Regions from separate parts of the Mus musculus genome. Here regions 2, 3, 4, 5 and 6 are each linked to region 1. A link is a contact called in public HiChIP or PLAC-seq data. All regions are on one chromosome and are shown on one strand. Each heading gives the region's core, a stretch centred on a gene start, on an enhancer-like site or on the middle of the called end of the contact. The rest is flanking DNA. Distances are from core to core; before and after follow the strand shown. Region 1 holds the start of Katnal1 (katanin p60 subunit A-like 1). Region 2 holds the start of Tex26 (testis expressed 26). Region 3 has its middle 20 kb from the start of Medag. Region 4 has its middle 5.3 kb from the start of Gm35704. Region 5 has its middle 12 kb from the start of Gm35620. Region 6 holds the start of Ubl3 (ubiquitin-like 3).

What was found. HiChIP or PLAC-seq counts read pairs in DNA pulled down with a chosen protein or histone mark.
Region 2: an H3K4me3 HiChIP or PLAC-seq map of craniofacial prominence shows a contact between it and region 1, with 5 times the contacts expected there. The contact joins the promoter of Tex26 here to the promoter of Katnal1 in region 1. A contact is called at or near these places in 2 of 39 promoter capture datasets (the 3T3-L1 cell line and hippocampal neurons) and 6 of 115 datasets of contacts at active chromatin or transcription factors (the SCID.adh cell line, craniofacial prominence, embryonic basal ganglia and 3 more).
Region 3: a contact with region 1 is called in an H3K4me3 HiChIP or PLAC-seq map of the SCID.adh cell line, with 11 read pairs. The contact joins the enhancer-like site here to the promoter of Katnal1 in region 1. A contact is called at or near these places in 5 of 115 datasets of contacts at active chromatin or transcription factors (DN3 thymocytes, the SCID.adh cell line, double positive thymocytes and 2 more).
Region 4: a contact with region 1 is called in an H3K4me3 HiChIP or PLAC-seq map of embryonic basal ganglia, with 3 times the contacts expected there. The contact joins the enhancer-like site here to the promoter of Katnal1 in region 1. A contact is called at or near these places in 18 of 39 promoter capture datasets (the 3T3-L1 cell line, 3T3-L1-derived adipocytes, the C10 cell line and 13 more), 2 of 484 Hi-C or Micro-C datasets (CD8 T cells and bone marrow-derived macrophages), 6 of 115 datasets of contacts at active chromatin or transcription factors (SST interneurons, bone marrow-derived macrophages, craniofacial prominence and 3 more) and 1 of 9 other capture datasets (macrophages).
Region 5: an H3K4me3 HiChIP or PLAC-seq map of the SCID.adh cell line shows a contact between it and region 1, with 15 read pairs. The contact joins the enhancer-like site here to the promoter of Katnal1 in region 1. A contact is called at or near these places in 4 of 484 Hi-C or Micro-C datasets (the Ba/F3 cell line, bone marrow-derived macrophages, nephron progenitors and 1 more), 15 of 115 datasets of contacts at active chromatin or transcription factors (the SCID.adh cell line, SST interneurons, astrocytes and 12 more) and 4 of 9 other capture datasets (adipose tissue, liver, macrophages and 1 more).
Region 6: a contact with region 1 is called in an H3K4me3 HiChIP or PLAC-seq map of the SCID.adh cell line, with 17 read pairs. The contact joins the promoter of Ubl3 here to the promoter of Katnal1 in region 1. A contact is called at or near these places in 3 of 484 Hi-C or Micro-C datasets (embryonic stem cells, natural killer cells and uterus), 3 of 115 datasets of contacts at active chromatin or transcription factors (the SCID.adh cell line, embryonic stem cells and memory CD8 T cells) and 2 of 9 other capture datasets (adipose tissue and liver).

What each region holds. Positions count from the first base shown.
Region 1 is chr5:148,926,768-148,930,423 of GRCm38.p6, forward strand. Katnal1 (katanin p60 subunit A-like 1) reads right to left here and starts at 1,880. Exons shown (of 11, transcript NM_153572.2): 1 at 1,759-1,880. Gm36446 (a long non-coding RNA gene) reads left to right here and starts at 2,045. Exons shown (of 2, transcript XR_377236.1): 1 at 2,045-2,136; 2 at 2,366-2,855.
Region 2 is chr5:149,438,076-149,441,731 of GRCm38.p6, forward strand. Tex26 (testis expressed 26) reads left to right here and starts at 1,585. Exons shown (of 7, transcript NM_029464.2): 1 at 1,585-1,712. The coding sequence starts at 1,652.
Region 3 is chr5:149,390,355-149,394,010 of GRCm38.p6, forward strand. It overlaps a transcript of Medag not described here. Among named protein-coding and RNA genes, the nearest start is that of Medag, 20 kb to the right of the region's middle. Within about 2 kb of position 1,682, at least 75 of the 459 cell types and tissues checked have an H3K27ac peak or open chromatin away from gene starts, as enhancers often do. A contact at or near this core is called in DN3 thymocytes and the SCID.adh cell line, where this site is marked.
Region 4 is chr5:149,351,464-149,355,119 of GRCm38.p6, forward strand. No RefSeq gene overlaps it. Among named protein-coding and RNA genes, the nearest start is that of Gm35704, 5.3 kb to the left of the region's middle. RefSeq lists an enhancer at 696-2,904. Within about 2 kb of position 1,893, at least 153 of the 459 cell types and tissues checked have an H3K27ac peak or open chromatin away from gene starts, as enhancers often do. A contact at or near this core is called in craniofacial prominence, embryonic basal ganglia and hematopoietic stem and progenitor cells, where this site is marked.
Region 5 is chr5:149,332,891-149,336,546 of GRCm38.p6, forward strand. No RefSeq gene overlaps it. Among named protein-coding and RNA genes, the nearest start is that of Gm35620, 12 kb to the left of the region's middle. Within about 2 kb of position 1,776, at least 50 of the 459 cell types and tissues checked have an H3K27ac peak or open chromatin away from gene starts, as enhancers often do. A contact at or near this core is called in the SCID.adh cell line and memory CD8 T cells, where this site is marked.
Region 6 is chr5:148,551,199-148,554,854 of GRCm38.p6, forward strand. It overlaps Ubl3 (ubiquitin-like 3), which reads right to left and starts at 1,590. Exons shown (of 5, transcript NM_011908.2): 1 at 755-1,590. The coding sequence starts at 781.

The DNA of each region.
Region 1 (3,656 bases), core at 630-3,129:
CCCTGTCCAAGGAGGAACTCCAAGGACAGATGCCTGTCACCTGAGGGGACTTGGAGTTGGCTCTTAAGAAAATCGCCAAGTCTGTCTCAGCAGCAGACCTGGAGAAGCACGAAAAGTGGATGGTTGAGTTTGGGTCTGCGTGATTGGTCAGCTCTTCCATCTCTGGGAGTTTTCTTTATGAAATATAAAGACATTCCTGAAATTATAAAACCATCTAGAGGTACAGAGAACTATAGTTGAGAAGCAAGGTATGCTCGTACAGTCTGCTGGCTTCAGGCTACCAAACCTCATACGTGTGGTACAGAGTAAGCAAGCCAGTGGCTGGGGTCGAAGGGCCTCACCAGGACTACTTCCTACTGATTAGGGGTGTCAAGTTTCTTGGGGCAAGTTCCATCTTTGCCATCAGGATATCTAATTTCTTGTTGTTGTTTCTTCTTTACGTAGGAACAATTACTTAACAAGTGGTGATCAAGAACCAACCCCACCTCTTGGAGTCTTAGCATTTATATGCCCTCTGAAAAGTCCCCAGAATTCCAAACATCACACAGTCACGGAAACTATCTGGCTGTTGGCAAAAATCACATCCCTTGTACAGCATGAGGCAAATCGCAGTCAACCGCTGTGGACAATCTGAAGCAGCCCAATATCCCAAACCTGGGATTAAAACAAAAACAATTTTTATATTTCTATGTAAATTCCATGTTTAAAAAAAACACCAAAATTCTCACTACACATAATAAAAAGAGGAAATCATCCTGAGCCATGCTTAATATCAGCATCCTGAGACAGACAGGTGAGCTCCAGGACAGCCTGGTTTACACAGTGAGTTCTAGCTAGCCAAAACTACACAGTGAAGCCTGGTCTCTAAAACAAAGAAAAATGTGCATAAATCAATCAGGTATTTTTAAAAAATAGAAACAGAATACAGAACACTTCAGTGTAGTCAAAAGGAGATTGTTCAGAAAGTTCAATAAAATACATTTCTAGTAAAGTTGGCTAGAGGAGAAAGTCAGAAATGAAGGAGAGCTAGCAACAGAAACTTCCAAGGGAGTGAAAGACCAAACAAAGCTTAATGAAATAGACAAGTGTGTGAGATCGCAGCACATCAAAACCCACTAAGAAATCTCATCAGTCAATAAAACCAAGTTCGTTATTTATGACCTCCCCAAAATACTCCAGACCCATCAGCTTCGTGTGTGCGTTCTAGGAAGTGCTTGGGGAAAAAAGAAACAAATGCTAAAGACACTCTCCAGAAAAAGGCAAAAATTAACTAGCCATTGAAAGTTTAACTAGTCTTCAAAGAACCAAAATATGTGTGGGCAACATTTAGGTAGTAAGTGAAGAGTGGAGCCGGAAGGGGGCATTAATTACTCCATGACATTCAACCTCAATAGCTAACATGCAACATATATATATGTATATGTATTCAGACATCACCAAATAACAGTAATATCCTTCATCAGCTTTCACACTTGTCCTTTTAAATATTACTGTCCTCTGAACACACGCTAATGAATGGATTTTATATGCCAAAAGCTCTGAGGTACTTGAAAAATAAGCAGAAATACCTAGAGATTCACAGGGAAAGGCAAAGGCCTTTTAGTGAAGGCTTTGTCGGGTCTCGCATCGACCTTGCGCCATACATACGGTTCTGCACCAAGAGGCAGCACCCTAGGAGGCCCAGGCCCCGCGCGGTGGCGATGGAGCGGGGCCGCGAGTGCAGAGGCTGCGGGGCTGGAGCGCAGCAATGAGGCTCACCTGCGCTACCCCCGCCCGACGCACAGCGCCCAATCCAGCGACCACCCCGGAGCCCCCTGCAGACAAAGAGTCACTTTAACACCATCTGAGTAGCTCCCAATTTATCAGTCTGTCGCCGCGCTCCGGACCGCTGGGCTTTGTAGTTCTCGGCCCGAATCACCCAGCCAAGGCGGCGAGCCTGATGAGCCACCGAACTACAAGACCCATGATACCCTGCGACTGGTGCTACATTCTGCGTGGCTCTCCCGCTTCTCCTCCGGGGGAGCGGCCTGTTGCCGGCGGCCGAGGTCTTGCGGACTGGGGCTGCCCGCCTGGGCTCCGCAACCCGGCTCTCCCTGTCAAGCCCGGCCCCTCGGGCTCACCACTTAGATCCTGCAGGTCAGGGCTGTCAAGGAACGGGGAGGGGCGAGGCGGGGCGCCGTTAGCCGCCGCCCGCCCGGAGTCCGTTAGTTCGCGGCCGGCGCGAAGAGGCGGTGGCTCACGGTTGCCATGGCAGCTGCGGCAGTGCTGCGGAGAGGGCGTGGGGCTGAGTCAGCGTTGGGAAAGGGGGCAGTAGGGAAGGATGCTCAGAGGCGAGTGTGGCGAACACGGAGCCCTCACCCCACAGGATGAGGAACCCGAGACCCTAGGTGGGGCGTGCTGCACCGGCCGGCATCGGGGCGGGACGTGTGCAGCGACAGAGAGCGGCTTCTAAGGAGGCGACCTTGCTGAGCCAGCTCTGTGGATTGGAGGCTGCTCGCAGCCCCCTCCCGCCATCCTCCAGGGAGTGGAGTGAGAACGAGCCATTGCTTAGATAGCGTGTGCACACAGCCTACAGGAGGATTCTGGACTCTGGAACTCGTAAATGGCACTGCTCCCCACCTATTGAATTCGAAGCTATAATGGGTCTTATGCAGAGGTTTGTGCACTCTTCAGTGTACTATGGGCCTGGATTAACAACCTGGCCTTCTAACACAGCTCCTTGGCTAACTGGTTGGTAGCCGATGACCCGAGGCACCTTACCTACCTGCTCTGAACGTTTTAGTCTGCAAAATGGAACTATCTCTGTTCCTGAGAGAAACTTTTATGATAAAACAGAATAAAAGTCTGGCACCTCACACGGTAGCTTTCAGATACTAGTTAATCCAATCGTGATAAAAGTCAAAATATAAGCCGGGCGTGGTGGCGCATGCCTTTAATCCCAGCACTCGGGAGGCAGAGGCAGGTGGATCTCTGAGTTCGAGGCCAGCCTGGTCTACAAAGTGAGTTCCAGGACAGCCAGGGCTATACAGAGAAACCCTGTCTCGAAAAACCAAAAAAAAAAAAAAAAAAAAAAAAAAAAAAAGGTCAAAATATTTGACTAGCAGTTGAAGGTGGATTGGCCGATGGGGAAATTGTCCTGTACCGATTAAAAAGTGCTATATCGCCGGACAGGGGTGGCTCACACCTTTCATCCCAGCACTTGGGAGGCAGAGGCAGGCGGATTTCTGAGTTCGAGGCCAGCCTGGTCTACAGAGTGAGTTCCAGGACAGCCAGGGCTACACAGAGAAACCCTGTCTCAGGGGAAAAAAAAAAAAAGTGCTATATTTCGCTAAAGGTTTAGGTCAGGGAAGTGTCTGTAGCTGTCAGAACTCATGGAATAGAACAGTTATGATTTGTACATTTTGTTGTGTGTAAATATACTTCAAAAGTAGTGTGATGCCTTAGGAAATTAAATTAGGGAAGGTGGGCACTGTGTCAGTGCCTTTATTCCTGGCAGTTGGGAGGCAGCAGCCAGACTGGTCTACAAATTGAGTCCCAAGACAGCCAGTTCTTGTTATACAAAGAAACCCTGTTTTGAAAACAAAACAAAAGAAACAAAAGAACTAAATTAGGACTGTGTAACTTATTTGTTAGAGCGCTTACCTGGCATGCATAAA
Region 2 (3,656 bases), core at 335-2,834, 510 kb after region 1:
TCCTTGATGCAGTCCTTCCCATTTCCCTTTGAGTCTCACTTAGGAATGCTCCTTTCTTTCTTTTTTTTTTTTTAATTGCTATTTGATTTGCTGTCCTGAATTTTATAAAAACATTTTAAGTGAGTTTTGGCTTGGGATCAGGGCAGAACTTCCAAGTGTTTTTTGAAGTGGTCCTAAGCACATTTCTGACCTTTTGTGCCAGGCATTTATCCAAAATGGTCTTCCAAGTACTGGTGATTATAGGAACCAAAATATTGATGGATTCTGAAAAGCCCCGAAGATGGTCTCATATTCAGCATCTCCTATTCAGCCGAGATTTAATTATTTATGTAAGATAAACAGGTCATCTCATTAATATGCAACCTCAATAATATGACGTCTCATTAATATGCAAATTTGCTTCATATCTTTCATAGATGGTAAAATTGTATGCACAGCAATGAATTGCTTTTTAAAATAAAGCTCCTCATGGTTCATTATCAATAAACATGTGACCTGTGTATTTGTCTTATATACCTTATATACTCTAGCTGGCATAAAAATTTCTCAGGCACAGTGTGATCACAAGTGGAAAAAAATTAAAAGCCACACTCTAACATGTATAAGTGGGTAGGATCAGCCGGCCAGTGTACAGTAACAAAGTGGCATCCTATGATTGGTACTAGGAATATAGTTTGGGATTTTTTGTATTTATTAAAAATAAGGTCTGGTGTAACCCAGGCTGCCCCTGGACAAACTATGTAGTGGAGGATGACCCTGCTGCATCCATTATCCCTCTGGACTCTCCGTAATTAGCCTGTGCCCAATGTTTCCCTGAAGTAACTAGACACTAGCTTAGGATGCTCTGGGTTGACCTCACACAGACCTGATGCCGAAACTTTTACCTTTCCCTTATACCACATCTTTCTCATCCTTGAGTGTAGTCGCTGTGTCCTACAGATTTCCATGCCAACCTTGCCCAATTTTGCTTACATTGAAAATTATGAATGGACACAAATTTGCGGTTGGGCGTCTGTCTGTCTGCTTCTGGGTTTTTAATATTCGGGGTATTTAATATTTTGAGACAAGGCATCTCTTTCCAGGGTTGGGCTCCTGCCTTAGCCTCCTGAGTTCTCGGATCACCGGTGAGCACCAGTATACCAGGCTAAAATAAACTTTTTTTTTCCAGCCTTTTCCAGTTTGCTCGTATTTGCCAATACATAAAACAATGGCATAGTATTGCAAGGACCAGAGCAGTGTCTCTCCACCTTCCTAATGCTGCGACCCTTTAATATAGTTCCTCATGTGGTGGTGACCCCCCCCCCAACTACAAATTGTTTGGTGGCTACTTCATAACTGTAATGTTGCTACGGTTATGAATTGTAATGTATAATGGTAACATCTGTGTTTCCTGATGGTCTTAGGTGACCCCTGTGAAAAGTTCGTTCGACACCCCCCACCCCCAAGGAGTCGTAGTCCATAGGTTGAGAACTATTGGATTAGGGCACTCCATGAAAGTCAGGAATCAGCGTGATGCGCTCACCCTCTGGGTCCAGGGGCGGAGACTGAGGCGTCTCCATAGCGACGCTTCACAAAGGCACGCGCAGAGGGTGGGGCGCAGAGCGGAGTACTACTGCCTTGTCAGGGCGGGAAGGCGACCTTTTGGGACAAGATGGCCCGGTATAGGAACAAGGTTTCGTGCCCTGCTCAATGTGACCCCAAGCTCCAGTCAAGTAAGACTGCCCACGCTGCGGGTCTGCGGGGCGTGGTGTGCTGTGTGTGCGGTGGAGTTGTTTTAAATAAGGCAGTTTTTTTTTCCCCAAGGGCATCAATCGTGAGAGGTTTGCCTCGCTTTTAGAGATGGCAGGGAGGCGCAAGTGAGTCAGGGAGAAAGATCAGCTGTCCAAAATCACACTCCTGTCCAGCCCTTTATACTCCCCTCTCTAAAACTCTGGGGTGTCCCTTTAAATACTTAAGGAAACCCCTGAGGAGACATGATAAAGCCACAGCTAGTGTCCTTCCAAGGACAACAGAGCCGAAGACAAATGAACAGAACTGGGGACGTAATGGAGGGAGAGAAGGAGTCTGGCTGGTTCTTTAAGTCGCAAACAGCAAATTCAGTGGGGCGGGAGGGAGGGGAGGGGCGGGATCAGCCGGCCAGGGCTGCTCTGTCTGCAGACTGGGCTGGGAGCTGAGCCCTTTTCAAAGGCGCTCTGCCAGGTGACAGATGGAGAGCCTTGCTCTGTGGTTCTGCTTGCGGCGGCGGCAGCGGGTTTACCAGCTCAGCGTTTTGCGTTGGTGAAGAGACATCACCTCCCCTGGCTGTTAGTTGCGACTCGAGTAGCATTATTACTGAGTGCACAGTCAGCGTATCCATCCCTTCGGAGCAATAATGGCCGGCTGCAGCCGTCTAGCCGAGCTGGCTAAGGGGCTGTGAGGATTCTTTAGAATGATGCTCCTAAGAGAACAATGAAGTGGGTGTTTACATTCCAATCTAGTTCTCTGTAAACGAAGAGTGGAAAGCTGGAGTGTGTGTGTGAGGGGGGAGGGCGGGAAGGAGCGTATTCAGTTAAAAAAAATGTTAAATGTTTTCAGATTCTATAGGACGGCGAGGTCAGGAGATGGAGGAGGGAAAAGCTCCCAGGATCCCCAAGGGCACTCCTTAATTTCCATTTCCCTTTTTCTAAACACTCTGTCTGTCAGGTATTTTCCTAGGCCAGTAGTCTCCTTCCTTGTCTGGAACAGATAAGAGTTAGGATTCCTCCTCTTACGGAATTGATCACGTACCCCAGGACTTCCGGTGCTGCACAAACTGCCAGGGACTCTACTGTCTACACTCAGTACCCAATGCCAAATGTTCAGACTGAACTATCCCGCTCTTGATCAGGCAGTTTCCATGCATGGCCCAGAGGCCCCTGTGCCTCAGTGTGGACAAAAATCACCTTCCTGTCCTCCTTGGAACCTTCCAGAAGTTGAGAGTACAATGAAGAGGGCCCAGGCTGTTAGAGAAGGAGCCCTTGATTGGTTACAGATCTCTTTTGTTCAGCCCTCACCTGCTGGGTCATCTGCCCCTTCAGCCTTGGGTCTGTCACAGCCACAATCCCATCTTCCATTGCTGCTAAAGTCACCCTCCCAAGAAGAGTGTGAGATATGTCATCTCTAATCTTTGTCCCCAAAGAAGAGACAGCTGATGCCTGCTGTTGAGTCACTCCTGAGCATAAGTGAGCAATCCTGGGCTATTGTCCTCTTGTCACAGCTGCTATACAAAAGCACAGAGTCCTGGCTTAAAACATTAAGTTATAGCCGGGCGCGGTGGCTCATGCCTTTAGTACCAGCACTCGGGAGACAGAGGCAGGTGGATTTCTGAATTCAAGGCCAGCCTGGTCTACAAAATGAGTTCCAGGACAGCCAGGGCTATACAGAGAAACCCTGTCTCGAAAAACAAACAAACAAACAAACAAAAAAAAAAAACAAAACACACACACACAAAACCATTAAGTTATGTGCTCACTAGCCAGCTCTAGGTTCTAAGTGCAGACAGTAACTTTTTTTTTTTTTTTTGGACCGGGTCTCACTGTGTAGCCGTGGCTAGCCTGAAACTCTCTATGTAGATCAACCCGATCTCAAACTCATAGAGACAAGGCTGCCTCTCCTGCTCGAGTGCTGGGATTCAAGGC
Region 3 (3,656 bases), core at 432-2,931, 460 kb after region 1:
TCTGCCTTTCTCTACCTCTACTATCTTCTTAACTCCCCTCCCTATGCTCTGAATAAACTCTATTCTATACTATACTGTCATGTGGCTACTCCCTCAGGTGGAAGGGATGCCTCAGCATGGGCCGGCCGAGGCACACCCTTCCCCCATACCTCACCACACATCCATAGAACATATCCCCCTCTCTTTATCTTTTTATAAACACATCAATGTGTGTGGGTGTTTTGTCTGCATCTATCTGTGTACCGGTATCTGCCTAGTATCCAAGGACAAGAGAAGAGGTGCCAGGTCCCCAGGGATTGGAATTACAGATGGTTATGAGCCACCATGTGGGTGCTAGGATCTGAACCCAGGCCATCTTAACCGCTGAGCCATCTCTCCAGTTCCCGACATCCCCTAAGTGTTTTAAAGCTTTCCTCTGTGCTGCCACCACCTCACCCAGAAATCTCAGTGAGCACTCAGGCTTTGATGAGGTCGGTCACTGTTCCTGGGTTGATGGATTAGAGGAGACAGGAGTTGAGGGCCAGATTCCCTAGCCAGAATGGAAGAAACTCAAAGTTCCTTTAATCCTTTCCCCTCATGCCTTATGACTGCCCCACCCTCCACCCAGAAGCCTATTCTACCACGGTCAAGCCCAGTGTGCCTTAATTTCTCCCCCAAACATGAAGAAACTTTTAAAAAAATTATTTATTTTATGCATACATGAGCACACTGTCTCTGTCTTCAGACACAGAAGAAGAGGGCATAGGATCCCATTACAGATGGTTGTGAGCCACCATGTGGTTGTTGGGAATTGAACTCAGGACCTCTGGAAGAACAGTCAGTGCTCTTAACCTCTGAGCCATCTCTCCAGCCCTGTGAAGAAACTTTTAACCCTTGTCCAGCCACAGCTCTGTAATAAAAACTGCATAGGATGAGGTACAGGCAGAGAGAGGTTGGGAACTGGGTGTTTGAACAAGTTTAGGGTGCATTGTGGGATGAGCAGCTGTGGGGTGGACTGGAAATACACACCAGACAATGCTTTCTTTAAGTAGATTACACCTGTGGATCCCCTCTGGTTTTAAAAGAAAATTTATATTTGACATTATTTGACTCACAGGATTATGTTTGGGTGTCTTTGGTGGGCTACACGTAGATCATGCTTGTGTGTGGATTTGCGGCTTGTTCATCTCAGCAGGGCAAGCTAAGAGAATGTGGCCCCTTCCTGGGAGTTAGACTAAACTCTGGGAGGAGGAGATGCAGGGAGAGAGGTGGGGGTACTCACCAGGCAGTGGGGAGAGTGGGGGTGGGGTGGGTGGCATTCGTTTGTATTTCGATTGTGTGTTCGATTGCTGTTGTCTTTACGGCTTTCCTGTCTGCGGAGGAGCCTGGATCTGTGGTTGCTGCCTGGCCAGCTCTGTGTGTGTCGGGGGTTGGGGGTGGTAAAATCATTTGATTGCATCTTCTAGTTGTACAGTTTGTACTTGAAATACTTGAGAGTGTGTCCGGGATGGGGTTTGGGGAGGGAGGCAGCACAGAAACTACCCCGGCTTAATGTCCATATATAATCATCTTGTGTTGCTGGAACCTTCTTTTTGGATAAAAAGACATTGACTCATAACTGAGCAATCCTGCCTCACAGGGAGGAAAGCAACTTCCTCTCAGCCCGTTTATCTTTAGAGGGCCAGGTCGTTTCCATAGGCTGTTTAGGAAATGGCTGTCAAACACCACAGCGAGAAAAGTTAACTTTCTTATTCCTGTCTCTCTCTCCCCACAGATGGGTCTGAAATTCTTGCTTGGGGCCATATGGATTGGCCGCGCAGGGAGGAAATTATATTCAGCTTTCTGTTTCTGCTCAACTCTTTCCACTGGGTAAGTGGGCCCTTTGAAGTGGCACTTGCCTTACCTCACATTCTGACAGGAATGACTGATCGCCTTTCAGTCCACACAAGATAAGGAGCCACGTCGGAGCTGTCTTAACTAAACAATAGCGAACCACCCAGAGCACTCTTCCAAGACGGGAGAGAATTCCCCACATGTGTTAAGCATTTTATTCTTCCCAAATGCATTACTCTGTATTATTGTGTTAAATTGGATAATGTCGACATGAAAGGGCCGTGTCAATTGTATCAGATAACAAAAAAGTAAGATTTTGTAACAATTATGGATTTGATTTTTCTACCCAGACATCTGAGGCCCTGCAAGAGAATGTTAAGAGCCTTAAATTGCCCACTAATGGGAAACTATGCTCTGAGTGCGGTCTCTTTTCTAATCTTGGCTGTGTTTTCTCTTCTGCAACAGATGTCATCCACCTGGGGATGTCAAAAGAGAAAATACAGGGCGCTGGGCAGATGGCTCAGTGGCTAAGAGCACTGACAGCTCTGGCAGACAAGCCAGGTTTGGTTCCCGGCACTTATGTGGGTGTTCAAAACCATCAGTGACTCCCATGCCAAGAGATCTAGCGCCCTCTTCTGGCTTTCCATGGACACTGCAAGTATGCAGTGCACATACATACATGCAGGCAAACACTCATATACATATAATGAAAACAATGAAACCCAGGCAGGGTTAGGGGTAGAAGATGTTGGTGGAATAATATGGAAGAGAATACAACAAATCTACTCTTGAAGATCTTGACTGGTGTCTCTTGTGGCTCTAGCTTCAGGCTGCTGACCAAGAGGGCAGATTGTATTTATAGCCAGAGAAAAGGAAGTAAGATAAAGAAATCGGACTTGACATAGAGACAATCTGACAGTCACTGCTTGTGTCTGTCTTATTTGAGCTGTTCGACTGGCTGGCTGTTGGTGACAGGCAAAGGCTCTGTAACTTATCACAAAGTGACTTCCATGTCACCTTAAGCTGCAGTTCAGAAACCTTTGACCAAACTTTAAAATGCAGCCCTGTATGGGTACTTTTAGGCCAACTTGACCCAAGCTACAGTCTTCTAAGAGGAAGGTGCTTCAGTTGAGAACATCTCTCTGTAAGATTAGGTTGTAGGTAGGCCTGTGGGGCATTTTCTTAATTAGTGATTGATGGGGGAGGGCCCAGTCCATTGTGGGTGGTGCCATCCCTGGGCTGGTGGTCCTGGGTTCTATAAGAAAGCAGGCCAAGCAAGCCATGGGGAGCAAGCCAGTAAGCAGCACCCTTCCATGGCCTCTGCATCATCTCCTGCCTCCAGGTTCCTGCCCTGCTTGAGTTCCTGTCCTGACTTCCTTCAATGATGAACAGCAATGTGGAAGTATAAGCCAAATAAACCATTTCTTCCCAAATTGCCTTTTCATTGCAGCAATAGGAACTTTGACTTAGACACTGCCAGACAGCTTTAACCCAAATATTGACTTCAATAGGTACAACCGTAGTGGAGATAAGAACTCCCTTGAACCCTCTCAAAGACTTCCCTGGAGTGGGGCTGTTTGGAGCCTTTCCTGATCTGGTTTGCCTCTAACTCACCCTACTGTCTCCCCTCAAAGCTATTTACTTTTTCTCTGGCTTAATTGCTGTTTATCAAGACTCAGGAAAATTCTTGGCAAGCCTGGATTCAAAGAAAACCTTTAGAGGTGATGAACGGAGCAAGGAGCCTTTGGAGAATCAGTTCACAGGACCAGAAGAGGTCAGACTGACTCGGGCTGGTGTGTGATTGAATCCCATATGTGGACAAAAAAGGGGGAAGTGTCATAGAT
Region 4 (3,656 bases), core at 643-3,142, 420 kb after region 1:
GGCATTTCTCAGTTGAGTCTCCTCCTCTCAGATGACTTTAGTGTGTCCAGTTGACACAAAACTGTCCTTCATAGAGGGCATTCCTGAGTGGACCTTATGATCACAGCCTTTAGGAACATAGGCACTTGGGCCTGTCCACTAGGGACTCTGCTTATTTAACCAGTGGGTATCAGTGTACCCCAAAAGGCTCTATGTTAACTACTAGAACCCAGGTGGTGGCATTATTAAAAAGAGATTGGACCAAGTACAGTGGCACACACCACTAAGCCCAGCCATCAGGAAACAGAGGTAGGAGAATCTCTATGAGTTCAAGGCCAGCCTGGTATACATAATGAGTTCTAGAATAGCTGAGGCTACCTAGAGAGACGCTCTCCAAAAAAAAAAAAAATTTTTTTTTAAAGAGGTAATTGAAGCTAACGTGTCCATTGGACATGTTCATGGCTAAATGAGCTGCTAGGAGGAGGGAGACACTGGGGAGAGCAAGCCATTGGTGGGGCTTCGGAAGAGTGTTTGTCCGCCTGACCCCCCAAGCCCTGTGATCCCAATTACCCTTGCTCAACCCTCTTCACACAACTATGGGCTGAGACATCCAGTAGTGTGTGCCCAAACAAACCTTTCTTCCTTTTCAACTTGTTTCCCTTGGGTATTTTGTCACAGTAGTGGAAAGTAATTAACAAAGGGACTCTAGACTGATACCTGGTCAGGTTCTTGTGCACGCCAGGGCCGAGAGTCTGTAAAAATAGTTACTTGAATCTGTTGAAGGTCAACTATGTTTCTTCATGTACAGAGGTCCCGGCAGACAGTAGCACAGAGAAAGAGAGGTGTCACCCAGAGGGGACCTTGGTGGGGTGGACAAGGTACATGGGGACAGATCTTGCTATAACTCAAGTGTCTGGGGAGGGACACAGGGACTGTCTCTCCCCATCCCCCGTGGCAGTGACAATGTTTTGGTGATGGTGAATGGCAGTGGAGATGAATCTAGAGCTATGGTACCTTCCCCACTGGAAATGAGGTGAGGGAGGGCGTACTCTCCGATTGTGTAAATACAAGGCTGGGCCCTTTCTTTTTCTAGTCTTCTCTGATTGTGGGTTTTTTTGCATTACTTTTGACTTGCATAAAAACGTTCTTTCTCATTATTGGGTTTTCTTTTAAGTTTTGTGGGGAGAGCTGGCTCACCGGGATCCTGGACTAGTCTAGCAGGGGTACCCATCCTTTTGACATTGCAACATGGTCCTTGACATTTGTAAATAAGGTTGAGCGGCATTCACAGCTATCATGGGCCAGCTGGTGCGAGCCTCTACGGCTGGGAACGCCCATTAGTGGAGGGACTTTGTATTTAGTTTGGTTCTGTTGGGAATAGTTCTAGTGATGGGAGCAGGGATGGTTTGGGGCAGATTCACAGCCTTAGCTGAACCTCAGTTTCTTTATCCGTGGATTGTAATTCGTAGTTGGTTATAGCAGTTGTCGGAGGGCGTATACCAAACAAGACACAGGCACCAGACGTGGCAGGGCCCAGCTAGCAGGACTTCCCTGAAAGGATGCTTCAGGGAAGGTCCCAGGCACTGGAGACTTGAAAGGTGTGGTGGGGCGGGAGGGGACAGGGTGCTTGCTCTTTTGTTCCACTGGGTGGCTAGATGGCAGATGGCTTTGCCTCTCCTGGTGGCGAGGTGTGAGCGAACCTTGGCAGGCAGTACCCCTCCAGGCCCTCTTTCTATCCAAACCCCGCCCCCAGCCCCTCCAGGGGCTCCTGTGACACCATTGCCTGACTCAAAAAGCCACTGGGTCCAAGACCCGCCAGCACACAGACGGCCCCTTTGTCTCCCAGCCACACCTGACTGCTGCAGAGACAAGGCGTTGACGGGAGCTGCTGGCACTTGGCCAGGGCACTTTCAGTAGGGCCATTAGTCATGCCTCTTCCAGAAACCGCCTCATCCAGCAGCCATCAGTCTCTTGGCCCTGGGAGGCCTGGGCGGGTGTTTTTCATTTCCTCTCCGTGTTGATTTTTAAACAACAGCTGCCTTTTGGTTCCAGGGACCCTCCGGGTCAGTCCTGGGCCAAGTAGTCTATACTAGCCCAACAGGACTAAATGCCAGCCTCCACCGGTGGGAGCTGTGGGTCAGAGGGGTCCCCCCAGGAAGCCAAGGGCTCTCACCAGTCGGAGTCCCTGGGCAGCTTTTGTGTTCTGTCCTAGAGGCCTGTGTCAACCGTGGGCTCTGGGAGGTCTTTAGGATTCAGGCTATTCTTTGCTACCGGTTTTAGAAATGTAGGGAGCTCTGTAGAGGGAGGGGACCCCCATGGAAAAGATATGCAAGCAGCCAGAGTGCTTGTCTCAGTGTCCAGCACCAGTAGCCCCCAGAAGCCCAAAAACAGGGGGTTTGGAGAATGGCCTTTGCACTGGAAGGATCTCCAACTGGGGCTTTTATGTTAAGAGAGTCTTGGTACATGGAGCTCTTTATATTAGGGGAATCTTTACGAGTAGTCCTTGTTGGTAGGTGTACTGGCTGGTTTTGTGTGTCAACTTGACACAGCTGGAGTTACCACAGAGAAAGGAGCCTCAGGTGAGGAAATGCCTCCATGAGATCCAGCTGTAAGGCATTTTCTCAACTAGTGATCAAGGTGGGAGGACCCATGGTGGGTGGTGCCATCCCTGGGCTGGTAGTCTTGGTTCTATAAGTGAGCAAGCTGAGAAAGCCAGGGGAAGTAAGCCAGTAAGTGCCATCCCTCCATGGCCTCTGCATCAGCTCCTGCTTCCTGACCTGCTTGAGTTCCTTTGGGGATGAACAGCAGTGTGGAAGTGTAAGCTGAATAAACCCTTTCCTCCCCAACTTACTTCTTGGTCCTGATGTTTTGTGCACCTAAGACAGTAGGTAATCCCTAGAAAGGTGGCACTTTGGTATGAGGGCTACCATTGAGGGTCCCTAACTTCCTGGCATTGAGGAGCCCCTAGCATTGGGGAGGTCCCTGGCCCTGGGGAATCCCTGACAGTCTAAAGCTGGATTGTTGGTACAACCAAACATGAGAGATGTGTTAGAGTGTGTGCTCCCATGATCCCAGGCCTGCAGTGGTTCACAATCTTATTGTTTAGTTGGTCATAGCCAGGCGGCCTGTGAGGAAGGAAGGTGACTGTTCCCTCTGTGTGTGCACGTTAACCACCAGTGCCTTGCCTATCCATATCCTTTTCCTTTGCCATGGTAACTGGCAACTCTCTGGAGGAGTGGTTCTCAGTCTTCCCAACTCTGCAGTCCTTTAATACAGTTCATCATGTTGGGGTGACCCGCAGTCATAAAATTATTTTGTTGCTACTTTGTAACTGTAACCTTGCTGCTGCTATGAATTGTAATGTCACTATCTTATATGCAGGATATCTGATATGGGACCCCAAGGGGTTGAGACCACAGGTTGAGAAACACTGCTCTAGATAACACCTGCCTCTTCCTGTTCCTTGTGCCCAGTCAGCCTGAATCTTAGAGTTAAGATAAAGACCTGCTGGCCGGGCACTGTTTAGGTGGGTGTTAGCTAATCATTCACAGAGCTGCACTGCAGGGCCTCACCCCTCCTGTAGGTTGTGGGACTAAGGGGGAGGAAGACATTTTCTTGTGCCACTGTGGATCTGCAGAAGGTTTTCCTTATACTGGAGAGAGAGAGGTGTCTGAGGC
Region 5 (3,656 bases), core at 526-3,025, 410 kb after region 1:
AAAAAAGCTTGGAGATAGCTAAGGGGACAGATATTCAGAAAGAGGCATAGGAAGGCTGGCTAAAGTTGATTACTCCTGTGGGGCCTGGCGAGTGGAGTTGAGAGGGCGTGCTTATCATAAAAGCAGGGCATTTTCAGGTGTGTCCCTATAACAGTCTTTATTTTCTGAGTCTTCGTCCTTCAAACTTAGTGTGGTGCACATGTGCAATCGCTGCTCAGGAGGGTGAGGCAGGAAAATTTTGAGTTTAAGGCCCACTAGGGCTGTGGATCTATCAAGATGCTTTCCCCACAGACAGACAGACAGACAGACAGACAAACAGACAGACAGATGCAGGCAAACACCTGCCATTTCCCCAGAGATCAGCCAGTACTTACCCAATCCTTTGTTCCCTGGGAAGACTCCAGCTTCCATTCTACAAATCCTCGTCTCTTTGATAGTTGGTCACTTCTGCTTGGGGACATAGCTTTGGAACAGACACTGGCTGACTCAATGGCTCTATTCATCCTTCCCAGCATTTGTGTTGGCTCAACTAACTCATGTAGTCATTCAACAAACAGTACTGGCAAAAGGCCATGTCTGGATTTTGAGGCCGAATCTTTGGAATTCAGGAGTTGAAAGATTTTCTTCCTCTTTTTTTTTGCTCTTGAGTGCGTATTTATAGGTAGTGTAAGACTCTGGCGAGCCTTAGCTTACCAGGGACTCCCTGAGTGAACAACATGAAACCACCGGGAATCGATGCAAAAAGCAAGAGGAATTTATTTTTCCAAAGTGTTGGGGTCGTTCTACACCTGAAGGAGAAGTATCGACTGTGCACATCTTGTCCCCTTCTGAAGGGGTTCTCTTCCAGGAGGAGAGGGGGCAGGTGGAATTTTCCAAAGTTTCTGAGCTGACCTCTTCAGTACCACGTGCATGCCTGAAGCTCTCAGAGTTCAAAAGTGGCCTCTGGAACTGGTGTTATGGATGATTGAACGGCCATGTGGGTACCAGGAACTGAACCCTGGTCCTCTGCAAAGAGCACCCAGTGCTTTTAACTGCTAAGCCATCTCTCTCTAGCCCATTTAGGAAGTCTGCAGGAATTTAGGTCTATCTTAGTGTTTGAAGCAACAGCTTAATATTTGAAAAAACACAGGGAGTGGGGCAGGGATACATGAGTGTGGTGGTTTGAATAGGTTTGACCCCTATAGTCATGTGTTTGGACACTTGGCCATGGGGAGTGGCCCTATTAGGAGGTGTGGCCTTATTGGAAGAGGTGTGGCCTTGTTGGAGGAGGTACATCACTGTGTAGGCGGGCTTTGAGGTCTCCTTTACTCAGGCTCTGCCCAGTATGGGATCTGACCGCCTTTGGCTCAAGATGTAGAACTCTTAGCTCCAGAGAGAGAGAGAGAGAGAGAGAGAGAGAGAGAGAGAGAGAGAGAGAGAGAGAGAGAGAGAGAGAAGGCTGCCTACTGTAGCCAGGAAGGAAAGAAGAGAGGGTTGGGAGTGGCTGCAGCCTCAGTCTTCTGCTCTAGGACACACCTCCGGTGACCTCACTTCCTCCCACCAGACTCAGTAGATCAGCATCTCTCCACAGACAGACCCAAGCCTAGCAGCCATGCCTTTTACATAAGAGTTTTTGTGAGTCAATTAAGATCCAAACTGTCACACGGCTACTTAAACCTCCCGATGCACCAAATTTAAACGTGTGAATCTCTTCTCCCCAGCCAGCTACCTAAATCCTCCGAGGGAAATTAGAAGACACATCCTGCCTTTTGAAAATCAGGAAATGAGGGCTCTGTGTATCACACGCAAAATTCAAACTGTGTAGAAGACCTCACCACTCGGAGCCGCCCAAATGAGCGGCAACTCTTAGGAGAGGCGTTATAGAAAATGTCACCGCTTGGGAAGTCTGGCAGAAAATTTAGAAATTTTTTTCCTGGGGAGGTAACCTAAGGACACAGAGAAAAGGTCTCCAGAGCCTCTTTTGCTTTGTGTATGTTCTGTTCTGTTCTGGAAAGGACTTGAGGTAGCTTATTAAAGGGACGCACAACAGAAGTTGAAAGTACAGTAAAAAGGAAGGGCCTGTGTTTCACAGCAGGAGCCGGGAGGGGGTACCGGTAATGGAAGATCCACGTGTGGACTCAGACATGTCCTTCCAGTGGGCCACCAGCCCTGGGAGCTATCGGAACAAGGGAAACGGATGAGCAAGTGATATAAAGGGAGATCGGTTGCTCAGGAGAGCAGTATTTTTGGAGGCCAGGAAACAGGCCTCTCTCCTGCAGGCCCCCTCCACCATCTGTGTAACGTAGGAAAGCCACAATCCTAATAGCATCCTGCATCTGCTGCGGCCTCCCGTAGCTCTGAGATACAACCGTGGGCCCAGCTCAGTCTGTTCCCGAACACCCTGTATAAGGCACATGGTTCTATTTTTACTTTATTGTCTTATTTTATGCGTGTGGATGTTTGGCCTGCGGATGTGGTGTATGGTGTCTGCACCGCCTACGTGCAGTGTCCACAGAGGCCAGAAGAAGGCACTAGATCTCCTGGGACTGTAGTTACAGATGGTTTTGAGCTAACATGCCGGTGATGGGAATTGAACTTGGGTCCTATGGAGGAGGTGCAAACCTTTCAGAATCTGCTTTATGGACCAAGAAAAGAAGAGCTGTCTCTCTCCCTTTTTATTCTGTTCACATAACTCACATTTTGACAAGTGTGAGCCTCCATGTGAGACTGAGAAACGAAGCCACCACCGGAGGAGTTTGGCTGGCCATGTGCTGAGTAGCGGCATAGCGATGGCATCTCCTTTCTTCTTGTCGGTTCTGGGGGCAGCACACCCAGGACCAGGCGGGATACTCACTACCGCCGAGCATCGCCCTAGCCCTTCACACCACTCCTGCTTAAACCTCCAGCATCTCTGATCTACGTAAACTTGAGACCCATAGCAAGATCCACATATAGCCGGGAGGGCAGCAGGGTGGGTGGTTTATCTGTGTGCCAAAGTCCCTCTGTATCCGGCTGGCTCTTACTTTGCCAGGTGGTGCTGGGGAAATGTTCTCACGCTTGAGGATAAGCAAACCTGAAACATTTGGTGGGAGGCTGCGGCTTTCCCTGCCTTGAGGTCCTTAGGGAGCAGCTTGCTCATTAAAGGGTAAGGCTCCATCACACAGTGCTCCGGGGTTGGCAGGGCGGATGCGCCATCTAGTGGCCACTCCCAGAATACCCACATGCGGCTCTCTTGCCGCTCTAATGACCTGAGGGCATGTCCAGTACTGGAGCAAAAAGGTTAATTAGGGAGCTGGGGCATCTCTGTTCTCTGTGTCCAGCCCGACTAATCGTTCTGTGAGGATGGTTTTTAGGGTCTATGTGAATGAGGCACATTTAGGCAAGAAACTCAGGTAATTGGTAGGTTACAAACTGCCATGTGGTGTCCTCATGATCTCATAGTCCCTGCGTTGCCTCTTCTGGCCTCGATCCCCTTGATGCTGCTTTGCCTACAGTCCACTTCTGCTCTGCAGGCTCCTGTCATGATCTTTTCCCTATCAAGTAGAGGACCCGCTAACATGGATAAGGGCACCTTTTCTGAGCAGGGAGTGGGAGGACTGATCTGCGGAGGTGGGTGGTGGCTGCCCAGGCCTTGCTTTGGGCACAGGATTCCCATTTCGGGAAGTACACGATGCCCA
Region 6 (3,656 bases), core at 340-2,839, 380 kb before region 1:
CATGCTTAACTGGCTTAAAACAAACAATAGACAAACAAAAACCTAAAATGCAAAACTGTTAATTACTTGGTACCAAGAAACCTTGGAATATCTATATTTTAAAAAGGACGCTTTACGCCATAAACCTAGAATTGAAAAACATTTAAATAGCTCCGGTTGTCATAGCTGTTCGTTCAGCTAGACGTTTCGAAGGGCTCACAGCAAGACTTTTTCCAAAGAGGTGCGCCGCTGCCCCTGAAATGTATCAAGTGTGCACCTACGTCTGAACGATCTTGTCTGTCACTGAGCCAGACAGCCTCTTCCTACCCTAGGTATCCAGCTCGCCGCCCGTCCCCGGCCGTGTCCACACAGCCCTTGACGTTTTCCCGAAGCGTTTAAATCCAAGCCTTGAAAGCCTTCTAGCAATCGGGAAGGAATTTCCTCCGCTTCCACTGCATTTCCCTGCCTCCGGCGACTTAGGAAACACAACCGAACCAGTGACTCCCAGTGGTTTTAAAAAAAAGAAGAAGAAAAAAAGAAAGAAAAAGCTGCAAAACCACACCAAAAACCAGTGCTTCCTAAAAGAAAAGGGGGGAGGGGGGCAGAAGAGCCAACTTCTCCAAAGCCAAGTAGATTGGCTTTTCCAGAAGTGCCCCCCATTTCTCACCCCCGCCGGGCCCCAGAAACCTTCGCCCCGACGCCAGCGTCGTCTTCCGATTAAATAAGATTGGAAACCACACTACAATCCGAACGTCGGAACTTATCGTTCACTTACCATATCCGCCGGGACATGACTGGACATCTTGCCTTTTGAGAGTGGGCCAGAGGTTTACGCAGAAAACAAAACAAAAAGCAAGAGCAGAAGTGCTGGAACTACGGAAAAAATAAAAAAGAACCTTCACAATTCTGATCGGTTTGTGCTGAGCTTTTCCCAAAAATGAAAAAAAAAATAAAAATTAAAAAAAAAAGTAGAAGTTACGTGGGAGCACAAGAGCTTCTGGGGCGAGAGGCGCGAGGGGAGCCGATCGTCAGCAGCAGTAGCAGCTCCAGGACCCGCCGCGCCAGGTGGACAGAGCCGAGTGACACACGGACATGGAGCGGGGTGGGAGGGGGTTAAATGCGCCGTCCTCTTTCCCCGGCCCAGGCGGTGATTCACACGCGCTCGCGACTCAGGTCCTCATTAAAGCCCCGGCGACGAAGTGTACAGATAACTATGTGGCTACACATCGAGCGCCGAGCTGAAAGCGGCCGGGGCCGCCGAGAAGCTCAGCGCGCGCCGCGGGGCCGCACAGCCGGGCTGCGCGCAGCCGCGCTCAAGGGCATCGACCTCGCCAGCCGCCGAGCCGAGCCGAGCCGAACTGGGCCGAGCCGAACCGAGCGCAGCGCCGGGGGGGCTCAGGCCGCGGGCGCCTCAGCGCAGCCGCGCCGGTCGGGCCGCATCGCGTCTGGGCTCCGGCCGCCTCCGCCTCGCTGCCTGCCTTCCGCAGCGTCTTCCGGGGGCTCCTCCCTTAGCTTGGGAACAGCTCCCCCTCAGAGCCCTGACTCTCCGCCTCCTCCTCCACTTCTCAATCCCACACGCCCCGGCCGCCTCCTGTCATCGCCTCAGCCCAACATGGCGGCGGTGGCCCCTGCTGGTGCCCGAGAGCCGACTTGGGAATAGCGCCCCCCACCTCCCCCGCCCCCGTCTGCGCTTGTTCCGTTCGTCACAACGGAGCCCTCTCGGAGCATCATGGGAAATGTAGTTTGTGCAGGTGAGGGGAAGGGGCCTCCGGGGCGTCCTTGCCCGCATCGATGCCACGCCCCCGCATAGCAACAGTTGCTAGGAAAGGATAGCGCCCTTGTCTCGGTTCAGTTTAGAGGCTCTTGCTCTGGAGTCAGTCCCTACCTGTGTCCAGAAATGCCATGATCACGCGGATTGTTGGAGGAAAACAACTTGCACGGAGAAATTCCCTCGCGCACTGTGTAGACACAGTTAAAATAGGACACACCGTGGTGCAGAAGCATGTGTTTTAATCATTGCAAGTTCTCCACATCCTGCAATCTCAAACCATTTTATTGAGTGAGTTAATCTTTAGGTCTCCTCAACATGACAGTTTGAAGATCAGAAACAATCATTGATTTCCAATAAGGCCGTGGAAGTTCAACAGAAACAAGACTCTTGTGAAGCAGAGGCAATGTCTGAACACACGTTTCCTGAAGTCCTAGGGCCATAAAGCTGCAATCCGCTTAATTGAAATGACCAGAAACTATATAGTGGTAGTGGAGACTACATGTAGATTCACCACTTCCCAGCCTAGCCCCTGTTTGACCCGGTGACGTAATTGTATTGTGAATTTAAAACAGCATAATATAATGCCGATGCTAGAATATTTAGGTGAAAAAATAATGTCTACCACGGATCTAGGATCAGAATACAGAAACCACAAGTATTCAGTTGAGCCTTATTCATATCTCAGACCTTTCGGAAGGGCAGTCTCCACACGATACTATTACACCCACCTACAGTTGTGACCTCACCTAAAGGCAGCCTTGCCTACCTTCCAGGGCTAAAGTCTGGGTGCTGTTAAGGATGATTTCATGCATGGCACATACATCGTTTTGTAAATAACAGCACATCTTCTGACGTGAACGGTGGCTACTCATCCTCTTTCTCTCTCGACGCACAGGTGCACCACAGGCTCTGCGGCCACTGAGAGTTCAGACGTGAGCTATGCAGTCCCTGTTGTCTAGGAGCCTGCGTCATTCCCCAGAACCATCTCCCCAGTCACGTGTTCCCTCATCGGACGGGAACTCACGGGACACTTCAGAGGACCTACTTGTCTCTTGAGTGGCGGCCTGGCTGAAGGCATTCCATACACTCCTAGGAGCCTACATCACAGACCCAACTCCCTAAGAATCCAAACGTAGAGGAAAACAGAGGCCCAGGCTCACCCCAATGTGGCTTCCCTATTTCAGCATCTGTGGGTTCCATGGTTTTCTACTCTTAATGTAGTTTCTCTCCGTGTGTGTTTAATAAGCACAGAACCCTTCCCCACCATGAACCCTTCTGGAAATCCAAACAACTGAAGCTTTTCAGTCCACCAACAGATTCTGAAGGAGTACTGCATTACCATTTAAAGATGTTTACCACGTTAATTCCCCATGCCACACCTACTCTCAGCCCCCTTTCCCATGCCACGCCTACTCTCCTCAGCCTCCTTCCCCCTCCCCACCACCCACCATGGCTCTGACAGACCTAAGTGCTGTTGAAAGGCAAGAAGCAGAAGTTGGCAGAACGAAGGAAAGCTGTCCGCCAGCCCCATTGCCAGGGATGTAATGACCCCTACTTTGAGCCCAAAATCACACAGCATGTCTTCTACGGGATGCTGTCTGCCACTGCCCCTTCTGTATAAGGCCGCGCCTTTTAAAAGTAAGCTTGCTGCACCTGGTTGCATTTCTAACTACTCAAATAAGACAGGCTGAGATGTTATTATCCACAAAACTCGTTGGAACCCTCTCCTGACATAATTCAGGCATGAAGGAGCACTGCAGAACACAAACGGATTTCTCTGCCGTGCTGCCTTTACTGTGGAGCGTGAAGTGAGGGGCTGCAGAGAGGAGCCTGCCGGGGCACAGCAGGGAAGGGTGACACCATCCGTCCTCGAATCTATTGTCAGCATCACCCGGGAGGCAGTGGA